3 separate regions of the Zea mays genome follow, and regions 1 and 2 are each linked to region 3. The links are chromatin contacts, called in public Hi-C maps. All regions are on one chromosome and are shown on one strand. Each heading gives the region's core, a stretch centred on a gene start, on an enhancer-like site or on the middle of the called end of the contact. The rest is flanking DNA. Distances are from core to core; before and after follow the strand shown.

Region 1 (3,129 bases), core at 83-2,582, 340 kb before region 3:
CTTCCTACAGATTTCCACTGCCACTGCCGCCACCATATCTATATTGCTGTGGCCGCATACACCAGACACTTCCATGACACCTCACTATCCATCCTCAGATCTCCACCGCAGCCACTTTATCTATGACTGCTGCGGCCACATACACTGGTGTGGCCGCATTCCACCTGCATCTCATATCATTTTAGCACATAGATTTGAGCATGCAAAGATGAAAGAATTGCTCAGCTCAAACTGGTGCCCGGTGTCTTTGAGAAGAGAACATGATGCCCCCAGGTCTTCCCTAATGCCTCACACTATCCATCTAACAAATCTTTGCACTCTCATTGGTGAGCTTTGCAGATTGTTCAAAGCTTGCAACTGGGCCCCATCGTCCACAACAAACATTGATTTTGTAGGGCACTTCATGTTCTTGGAGGAACCCTTTCACTATGAACATAACCTTACAGGTAGCAGCGTCCTTGTAGGGTTTCGTGCATTTGCAGCAACAAGTTGATCGCACAGTACACATACAATTGGGTTATCCCATACCAGTAGAGCATTTGAATGCATCACGACATTGGTTAGTGGTGAATCACATGCGGAGGAGACGGAGACGGAGAATCAATCACCTGTCGAGGAGGAGCCATGGTGAGCAACAGCGACAGAAGAGGGCTGAGCGGCCCTGAAGGCGGAGGCGTTAGCGGCGTGCTGGTGGTGATCGGCCCCCGAGGGGGTCATCTTAGCCGGTGGAGACGGCACGACCCTGGTGGTCTTGGCCCGATGCGAGTAACGCCTGTTCTGAAACCAGTTCCACACCTAGACCAGCCGTAGCCATATCCAAGTTTCACATATCAGAGAGAAACCCTAAATCAAAATCACCCATAAAGGAAGGGCTGGTGGCCGGTGGGGTGAGGGTGGGGAAGGGGAGGATTCGACTTGATTCGAATAAAAAAAATATGAAGCACGAAGCTGGAGGACGAGGCGGCGCCGGACCTGCTTGGGCTGGATGGCCACCTTGCCGGCGCGCTCGGGCGAGGCGGAGAACTTATCGGCGAGAGTCTGGAGCATGGCGCGGGTGGGGATGCCGTTGTTGAGCTGCAGCAAGCGCGCCTCCATCTCCGCCACCTCGGAAGGGAGGAAGCGGAAGGCCGGAGCACCAGTGGTGCTCGGCGGACGACCCATCGGACCGGCGCTCTTGGACGGCGAGGGGAGGAGGATGCAGTGAGACCAGATCGGTGGTGGATCGGCGGACGGGGGTGGGGAAACTTTAGGAGAAGTGTGAGTTAGTGGAGGTAGGCGTTCATGGCTCCGGGCAGGCAACCGGTTCCGGCTCCGGCTCAACGGTGTAGGCCACGCACGCACCCGGGCGTGTTTGACTACGGCTCCGGCTGAACGGTTAAACCCAAATAGAGTCGGATATGGTAATCTTGGGCTGGTCCAAGCATGCACTCGAAGCGTCCTATGTGTAGCTGAGATCTTATCTGACATACACATTTAGGGTGTGTTTGAATGTACTAAAACTAATAATTAGCTGCTAATATTAGTTATATGCATCCAAACAGCTCAACTAAAAGTGCAACTAATAATTAGTTATATCCCAAATATCCGTTAGTTTCCTAGCTATCCCACACCGGCTAAAACCAGCTAATCAATCCCCTGTTTCTCCACACTGACCGGACCGCGAGAGGCACCACGGCCCACCTCCACGCCGATGCCGAGCCCCATAGGGTGGAGCGGCGTCTTCCCACCTGCAACCACCGCTGGTTCCCACTGATCCCCTCCACCATCGCTGGACCTCGCCGTGACTGCCGCCGCTGTCCCCTACGCTGCTGTCGTCCTCTACGCTGCCATCATCCCTACATCGTCAATCCACAAGGTGCGAATCATCCCGTCTCGTTGCCTGTTTCATTTCAGCTGATTAATCTCGCCCACGACGAGATCCTGTGCGTGCGTCCCAGATTCCGCTAGATTTTAGAGACGTACTGGCCCTTCCTCAAGTATTCTCCCAGTGCACTTCTCTGGTTACGGTGATTCCGCTAGATTGGATTCCGCTAGATTTCTATAGGAGCTAGCTTCTAGCCATGCATGAATCGTTGGGGAGCTAGGAGCATATGTATGCTGGTAGTAGTAGAATCTACTTTGCATTTGAACAACGCCACCAAGTACGAGTGCATTTGGAAGTAGAACAATTCAGCTTGCATTCAGAATCGTTGGGAGCTGGAAGCATCTATACTGCTTGGCATTGAGATGTTGTTTGGCCATGGCTTCAAGTTATAAATTCTGCTTCATCTAGAGATGATAGTTCGTGTTAGCACATTGGGAACCCAACTAAGCTTCCATGGGGTTTTTCTGCCTCGACATAAATATGTATTAAAAGGGGAGTCATCTATATGTATAAAGTTACTGACAGTGAGATAACTGATTTTAAAAGGGGAGCCATCTATGGATACTGCATGTGTGATGTCAAACATACGCAGATGCAGTACTGCACTGAAATTACTTCTGTGAATTCCTAGTTATAGTATGCATAGTACTGAAGTAATAATGTCAAACTCAATTCCATGACATATTTTAGATTTTTTGTGGTCGATGAGTTATAGCAGCTATGGCTACCTTTTTGTAATGTTGAACTCATCTATATGATGAGATATGTTCAGAGTATTGATTGTTTGTATATACTCGTTCGTTATTGATTGTTTGGTCTCTCTAATTGCAGCCATGTTCTTCGGTTCTGACGAGGCTGAGTACCACACGACCCTTATCAGGTCGCCCTCCAATCCCGTGAACAGGGGTCTCTTCTCAGATGAAGTGGCGCCAAGTCTTCATAGGGAGCAGTTTATCCCTTCTCCGCGATCTGGTAGAGTGGATGGGCTGGACCTCAACTCCAGCGACGTGGAGTTCCAGAACATCGCATCATTTCAAGACCTTCGTCAGTCTCAGTCTGCTGCCAACTACTCTGCTACTCCAGTTCTTGATGGTCATAGGGGTCGCAATCATTCTCGATCAGTTCTTGGCCGCGGTGTTACAGGCAGAGGCTTCCGAGCAACACGGACGACCAGTGAGGGTCCTAGAGGTGGTCGTGGAGCACGAAGCATCTTATCTCGTGGACGTAGTATGCCTCGACCTATTGGTGCTTCCTCGTCAGGTGGT
Region 2 (2,945 bases), core at 369-2,868, 390 kb after region 3:
ACTTCCTCAGCCAAGTTGGCCAAGTTAAGCATGTGCGAGAAAGACTTAGCAATCACGATAGAGTCCCCAGGATCCAAGCTTGTTATCATCTTCCCGAGTTCATCAAGCTTTTGCAAGTCATGTTTTGTTTCATACTCAGCAGCTACCTCATAGCATTCTTGAACCTAATCAGCAAGAGGACTCAATTAATGACCATACATGATTAACAAAGAGAGAAAGAAGATAGGTCTGTGTCTGTTTCTGGATTTTTTACTACCAGTGACCGTACTCAATCCACATATCAATCCCAAATAAATTTACATATGCTATAGTATTGCTGCCAACTGGCCATGTCAAATAAATTTAATACGGTAAGTCACACTTACTGAACAATACAAGAACTTAGCCTTATTAGCCCACTTGAACGGAGGCTTTATTTTGATCCAAGATTTTTCATAGTTTGCCTATTAGCTGACTGTCATACGTTCTAGGTGTCCATGTTCTGTCACGGAAGGTGTTAGAAAGATAACAGGGGTTCACGTGCTACAGGGGTTAACATGATATGCCAGTTCTAGAAGAAGCTCTGAAATCAGCTGTAAAGTTTAAGTTGCTGGAGCCTGGGGATAAAGTCTGCCCAGTGCCCACTATGTGTTGCCATCGAAAAGGAAAATGAAAAGTCAAGCAGTCAAAGGATGTCGTGGAATCTGCAGGTTTCATTGTTTCAATCAATCAATCGGTCCAAAGTCAGTTAATGGACCAGGAATATATATAACAACTAAAGATCCACACTTGTTACAAATGGATTTTCCACAAATAAAGCCATGTTTCTACCGATATGATTGAGATTAAAAATTCGAACCTATCCGACCAATCAATCAAAAGATCTGTGATGGTCAGTCTCCTTTACCACTGAAAAAAGAAACCAATCTTTGAGCAATAACGAAAAAAAAACAAGGAACACTAGGAACGTGAATCCAGCACCTAGTCATCCACTATGTTTTTTATATTCTAAAAGAATACTATTCTTGTCCACACCAAATTAAGCAGGAAATCAACCGCCTTGTATTTAAACCTGAGGTGTGGACTCTGAAAAGAAAACAAAGAAGACCTTAATTTCATGCCTTCTTTTTGACTAAATATTGATACTTGTTCACTGTTTTTTTTTCTCAGGAAAAAAGAACGAAAAGTAAAATATATATATGAAATACAAAATAAAGGTAAAATAACAGGTACAGGACACATGACTGAACTAGATTACTTGGATCCAACCCAAGATTAAAGCTGCACCGCAAGCCCGAGCCAATAAAACAAAACACAATAGTATAGGAACCAGTGGGGACACGTAAGTTGCAGGAAGAATAGGTACCATTTCCTTGAGGTCGTCGCCATGGAGGTCCTGAAGGATGTCGAGGAACCGATCGAGGAGGAGAGCGTCGTACTCGATGAGCTTATCGTCCTCCGAAACCTTCCCCGGCACCAGCATCCGCAGCTGCGCGTCGATCGACGACAGACGCTCCATCTTCGCCCCTAAGGCAGCCATGTCGGCCCCCTAGTCCCCAATGCTAAGCGCCGCGGCAGTGGATTCGGTTCAAGAGCTGAAAGCAAAAACCAAGCAGGAAGGAGAGGAGCCAGGAGAGGGCAGAGTAGTACTTTAGTAGGAGGAGCGGATTCTGGCGGCCACTTTATAGACGGAGGAAGGATGGAAAGCATTAGGCTGAGTCCAGTGCACAGCCTCCCTCTCGCCACTGCCACGTCAGCTCTCGCCTCCACTCTCGCCTCTGCTGCTCCAGTGCACAGGCTGCAGCAGGCTACAGCCTCAGGCTATAGCCACATCAGCTTTTCTATTTCAGAATTAAGTAATTCACGCGGATTTATTTCAACGCTCAGAAAACACACAACATAATATTTTTATTGAATTAAAAATTACAAATTGCGTAATAATTAAAATAAAATTACATGACGATTTAAAAATACATAATAATTAATAGAAAATTACATAAATCTAATGATTATTATGTCCCCATACATGTTCAACCAAATCATTTAGTAGTTGTGTATACATCGATGTGTCCGTCATCTCGTTGTCCATTTGAATCCTAGCTGCTAGGCTCGGGGTTGCATTGTAGTAGATCGACGGGCCGACTGTAGAATCAACTGTCTCATATGTCTCGTCTAAATCGGCATCACGCTCGTCATCGATGATCATATTGTGCAAAATGACACATGCACGCATGATCAAACCAAGAGTACGTTGAGAGTAAGAACGTCCAGGAACTGCTATAATGTTGAACCGAGATTTCAACACTCCAAAAGCGCACTCAACATCTTTGCGCCATGCTGCTTGAGCATTTGTGAATAACTGATGTTTCTCACTTTGTGGAAGCGGAATACCCTTGATGAACACCGGCCAGGAAGGGTAGATGCCGTCGGCAAGATAGTATCCCATATTGTGTTCATGTCCATTAACCATGAAGTTCACTATGGGTGCTTGACCTTGAAGGACATCCTTGAATAATGGCGACTGATTCAGTACGTTAATGTCATTGTTGGACCCGGCCACCCCAAAAAAAGCATGCCAGATCCACCGATCATACGATGCAACAGCTTCTAAGATGATGGTGGGATGTTTGATATCCCCCCTTGTGAATTGACCGGCATGGGCGACCGGACAATTCCTCCACTGCCAATGCATACAATCGATACTTCCTAGCATGCCTGGAAAGCCACGCTCTTCTGCTTTTGCTAGTAGACGCTGAATATCCGCGACATTTGGTCGACGACAGAACTCCTCCTCATAACAATGAATGATACCCTCACAAAACTTCTCTAGACACTCTAATGCAGTTGATCTAGCTAGCTTTAAGTACTCATCTATCGAATCTGCAGCGGATCCATAGGCTAACAAGCGCAGAGCTGCGGTGCACTTTTGTAGGGGAGAGAGCCCGAGTCGACCCAGAGCATCTTCT
Region 3 (2,923 bases), core at 17-2,516:
AATAATTAACTTTGGAGTGTTGAATACCTTCAATTACAGCCTTCTTTGCAGCTTTAATATCCATCTGCAAAATAATTGGGCAGTATTTAGATAACAGCAGAGCATTTCAATTTTTTAACAAAGGTGCATCTAAAATGAACTGGGAATATCTTAATTATATGGCAAACCATGAAAATTTTGCATAAAATAACACTAGCAAGAAAATGCGTACATATAACAGAAACTATTTGTTCCTAAGCTATGGAAACATAGCAAAAAAAATGCCTATAAGAGAAGTTTCAAAGGGAAGAAAGTGTCAGAACAACTAACATAAACACAAAAAAACAGTGGAAAATGTAAACAGACCAACTCACGTGGTAATCCTGCAGCGATGACATTCTGATGCAAATGCTTCTGTGCATAATCTGCCGCCAAGCGACCACCATGCCCGTCATAAATCGCAAAATGTACGCACCTGCACCATCCAGTACACCTCAAACTACATACATCAGCAATGCATGCGAGTACTTAATATGAACAGGAAAGATGATGACCTCAAGCTTCCTGGGGATTCTGCACCAGCATTGGGGAGCACCACCCAGGCGTCCTCCATAGTGTGCCTGCAACCCTTGTCGTCCGCCGCATCAGCCTCGACAACAGTCAATACCATCTTCTGCTCACCCAAAACCTTAGAGTTTGCAGCGCATTCCCCATCTGAAACGCATTTGTCCGATGGTGCTTCGCTTTCCTTTTGGCAGGTCCTCCTAGCTTCAGCATCCATTTGCTGTGAAACACTAGACTCTACACTGTCCCCCGTTTCAGAAGCAGTGTCGGTGCCTTTGATGCGCTTGGATGTACTATCATCATCGGCGTAGCTGCCTTCACGCTTTTGATGAGCCATGGTGATTATTTATTGGGCCTAAAATGCAAACATGAGGCGAAACTTAGTGAGGAGCCTATGCTCTGAAATTTCGCAACTCAACAACTTTTCGAGAGAAAAAAAATCAACTGAAACATGCAGCATAGTCATGGGCGCATCATTTATAGGGCATGGTTTATCCGACAATAGTTTTTGCCAGAAATCGAAGTTAGTGGATATGTAGTACACATATCCATGGAAATTGGATCGGATCCGAATCCGAATACATGTAGCTTAGTTAGGGTTTCGGGTGCTCGATTCGCAGAGGGAGGTGAAGGAAGGGGAAGGGGCGTACGCGTACCTGGTCGCTCTTCACCGGCTAAGGCGGAGGAGACCTGATGAAGGGCGGCGCGACCAGGAAAGAAAGCGACGAGAGGGAGAGAGCGAGCAGGGAGAGGGAGGAGGGCACGGCAATACGGGAGAAGCAGAAAGTGGGCGGGGCCTCGTGCACTCACCCGACTGGCAACAGGTTCACAGCCCATAGCCCAGTACGGGCCTGCAGCTGCTTCCTGGCCTTAGACGTGAAAGGACATGTTTTCCTCGATCAAAATTAAAAGCTAGGGATGGTTGGTTTCTGATCAAAGTTTAGTCCATAATATCAATGAGTACTAAGTCCTGTTTGGTTCGTGACTAATTACGTCACACTTTGCCTAAGATTAGTCATCTAAATTGAAGAACTAACTTTAGGCAGAAAAGTTAGACAAAGTGTGGCAAGTTAGGAGTGAACCAAACATACCCTTAAACTATTGTTTGACGCGCGCGAGCGCACGTTATTATTGTTTTTTTGTGATGATACAAATTTTTATGTGTAAAAAGATGTTATATATGAAGGTACAGGTATAATGTAATATTAATATTCTCTTTTTATGCAAATAAAGGGAAGGTTTAAATATTAATACTGGCTCGGTATTGTTCATTATAAAAAAAATTATAGATTGTATTTGTCAGTTATCTTCAATTAGTGGGTAGCATGATCTAAGGGCTAACAGCTAACTGTATATGCATATATTGTATCTAGAAATAAAACGATGACATACATAGTCTTCAAGCCATATTTAAGTGGGTCATTGTCTAAAACAAATATAAGCTGAAGTACATCAGCTGCATTTAGTAGAATATCTAAAGGGTTATTTAAATGTGCATTCATTGTATTTGGTATTTTGGTTACAAAATGGTAGGCATCCGCAACAGTTCCCTCTAAATTTTGCCCTCTATACCTCACTTTTTCGACACGTCACCCAGATTTCACCCTTCCGCAACGGTTCTACCTAAATTCTCCACATATACCCACTACAACCACAAAATATCATTTTCTATAACTATTTACTATTTATCATCTATTATCATTCTTTCTAAACTAACAATTAATAGCAGACACAAAAGTCAAGAAAGCTACATCGTTTAGAGGAACACTAGAAGGGAGGGAGAGAGAAACTTATCGTTGTTTAGGGGGCAGCGGAGGGGGGCACCGCTGTAGCTTTTAGCATCGCACTGCAGCCCCTACACGTAGCGGAGGGGGCAGCGTGCGGTAACCGCTGCGCATAGCATAAGATTGATAGCAAAAACTGAGACATCGTAGGTAAGAGCATTTTTATGGGTTTGATGTGGTTGCATCTATCATTCGTGGGGTCCTTTTTGTCTGTAGAATCCTTTTGATCCTATGAAAAACTGAAAGGGAATTAGGCTTACACCTAGTCCCTAATTAATTTTGGTGGTTGAATTGCCCAACACAAATAATTGGACTAACTAGTTTGCCCAAGTGTATAGATTATACAGGTGTAACAGGTTCACACTCAGCCAATAAAAAGATCAAGTTTTGGATTCAACAAAGGAGCAAAGGGGCAACCGAAGGCACCTCTGGTCTGGCGCACCGGACAGTGTCCGGTGCACCACCGGACATGTCCGGTGCACCAGAGGACTCCAACGTAAACTCGCCACCTTCGGGAATTTCCAGAGGCACTCGCGCTATAATTCACCGGACTGTCCGGTGTACACCGGACAGTGTCCGGTGCGTCAAGGAAGAGC

Evidence for each region. A called contact is a pair of places that touch in the nucleus more often than the background predicts.
Region 1: a contact with region 3 is called in a Hi-C map of tassel, with 2.6 times the contacts expected there. The contact joins the promoter of LOC100273133 here to the promoter of LOC100191383 in region 3. A contact is called at or near these places in 3 of 25 Hi-C or Micro-C datasets (ear, leaf and tassel).
Region 2: a Hi-C map of tassel shows a contact between it and region 3, with 3 times the contacts expected there. The contact joins the promoter of LOC542393 here to the promoter of LOC100191383 in region 3. A contact is called at or near these places in 2 of 25 Hi-C or Micro-C datasets (ear and tassel).

The regions. Positions count from the first base shown.
Region 1 is chr7:89,980,360-89,983,488 of Zm-B73-REFERENCE-NAM-5.0, forward strand. LOC100273133 reads right to left here and starts at 1,333. Exons shown (of 7, transcript NM_001147580.1): 1 at 973-1,333; 2 at 609-795. The coding sequence starts at 1,161.
Region 2 is chr7:90,709,204-90,712,148 of Zm-B73-REFERENCE-NAM-5.0, forward strand. It overlaps LOC542393 (phosphoenolpyruvate carboxylase 4), which reads right to left and starts at 1,619. Exons shown (of 10, transcript NM_001111968.1): 1 at 1,346-1,619; 2 at 1-164. The coding sequence starts at 1,519. It overlaps LOC109940864, which reads right to left. Exons shown (of 1, transcript XM_020541201.2): 1 at 1,692-2,945. The coding sequence ends at 1,982.
Region 3 is chr7:90,324,318-90,327,240 of Zm-B73-REFERENCE-NAM-5.0, forward strand. It overlaps LOC100191383, which reads right to left and starts at 1,267. Exons shown (of 11, transcript NM_001136817.1): 1 at 1,200-1,267; 2 at 534-898; 3 at 346-454; 4 at 28-64. The coding sequence starts at 880.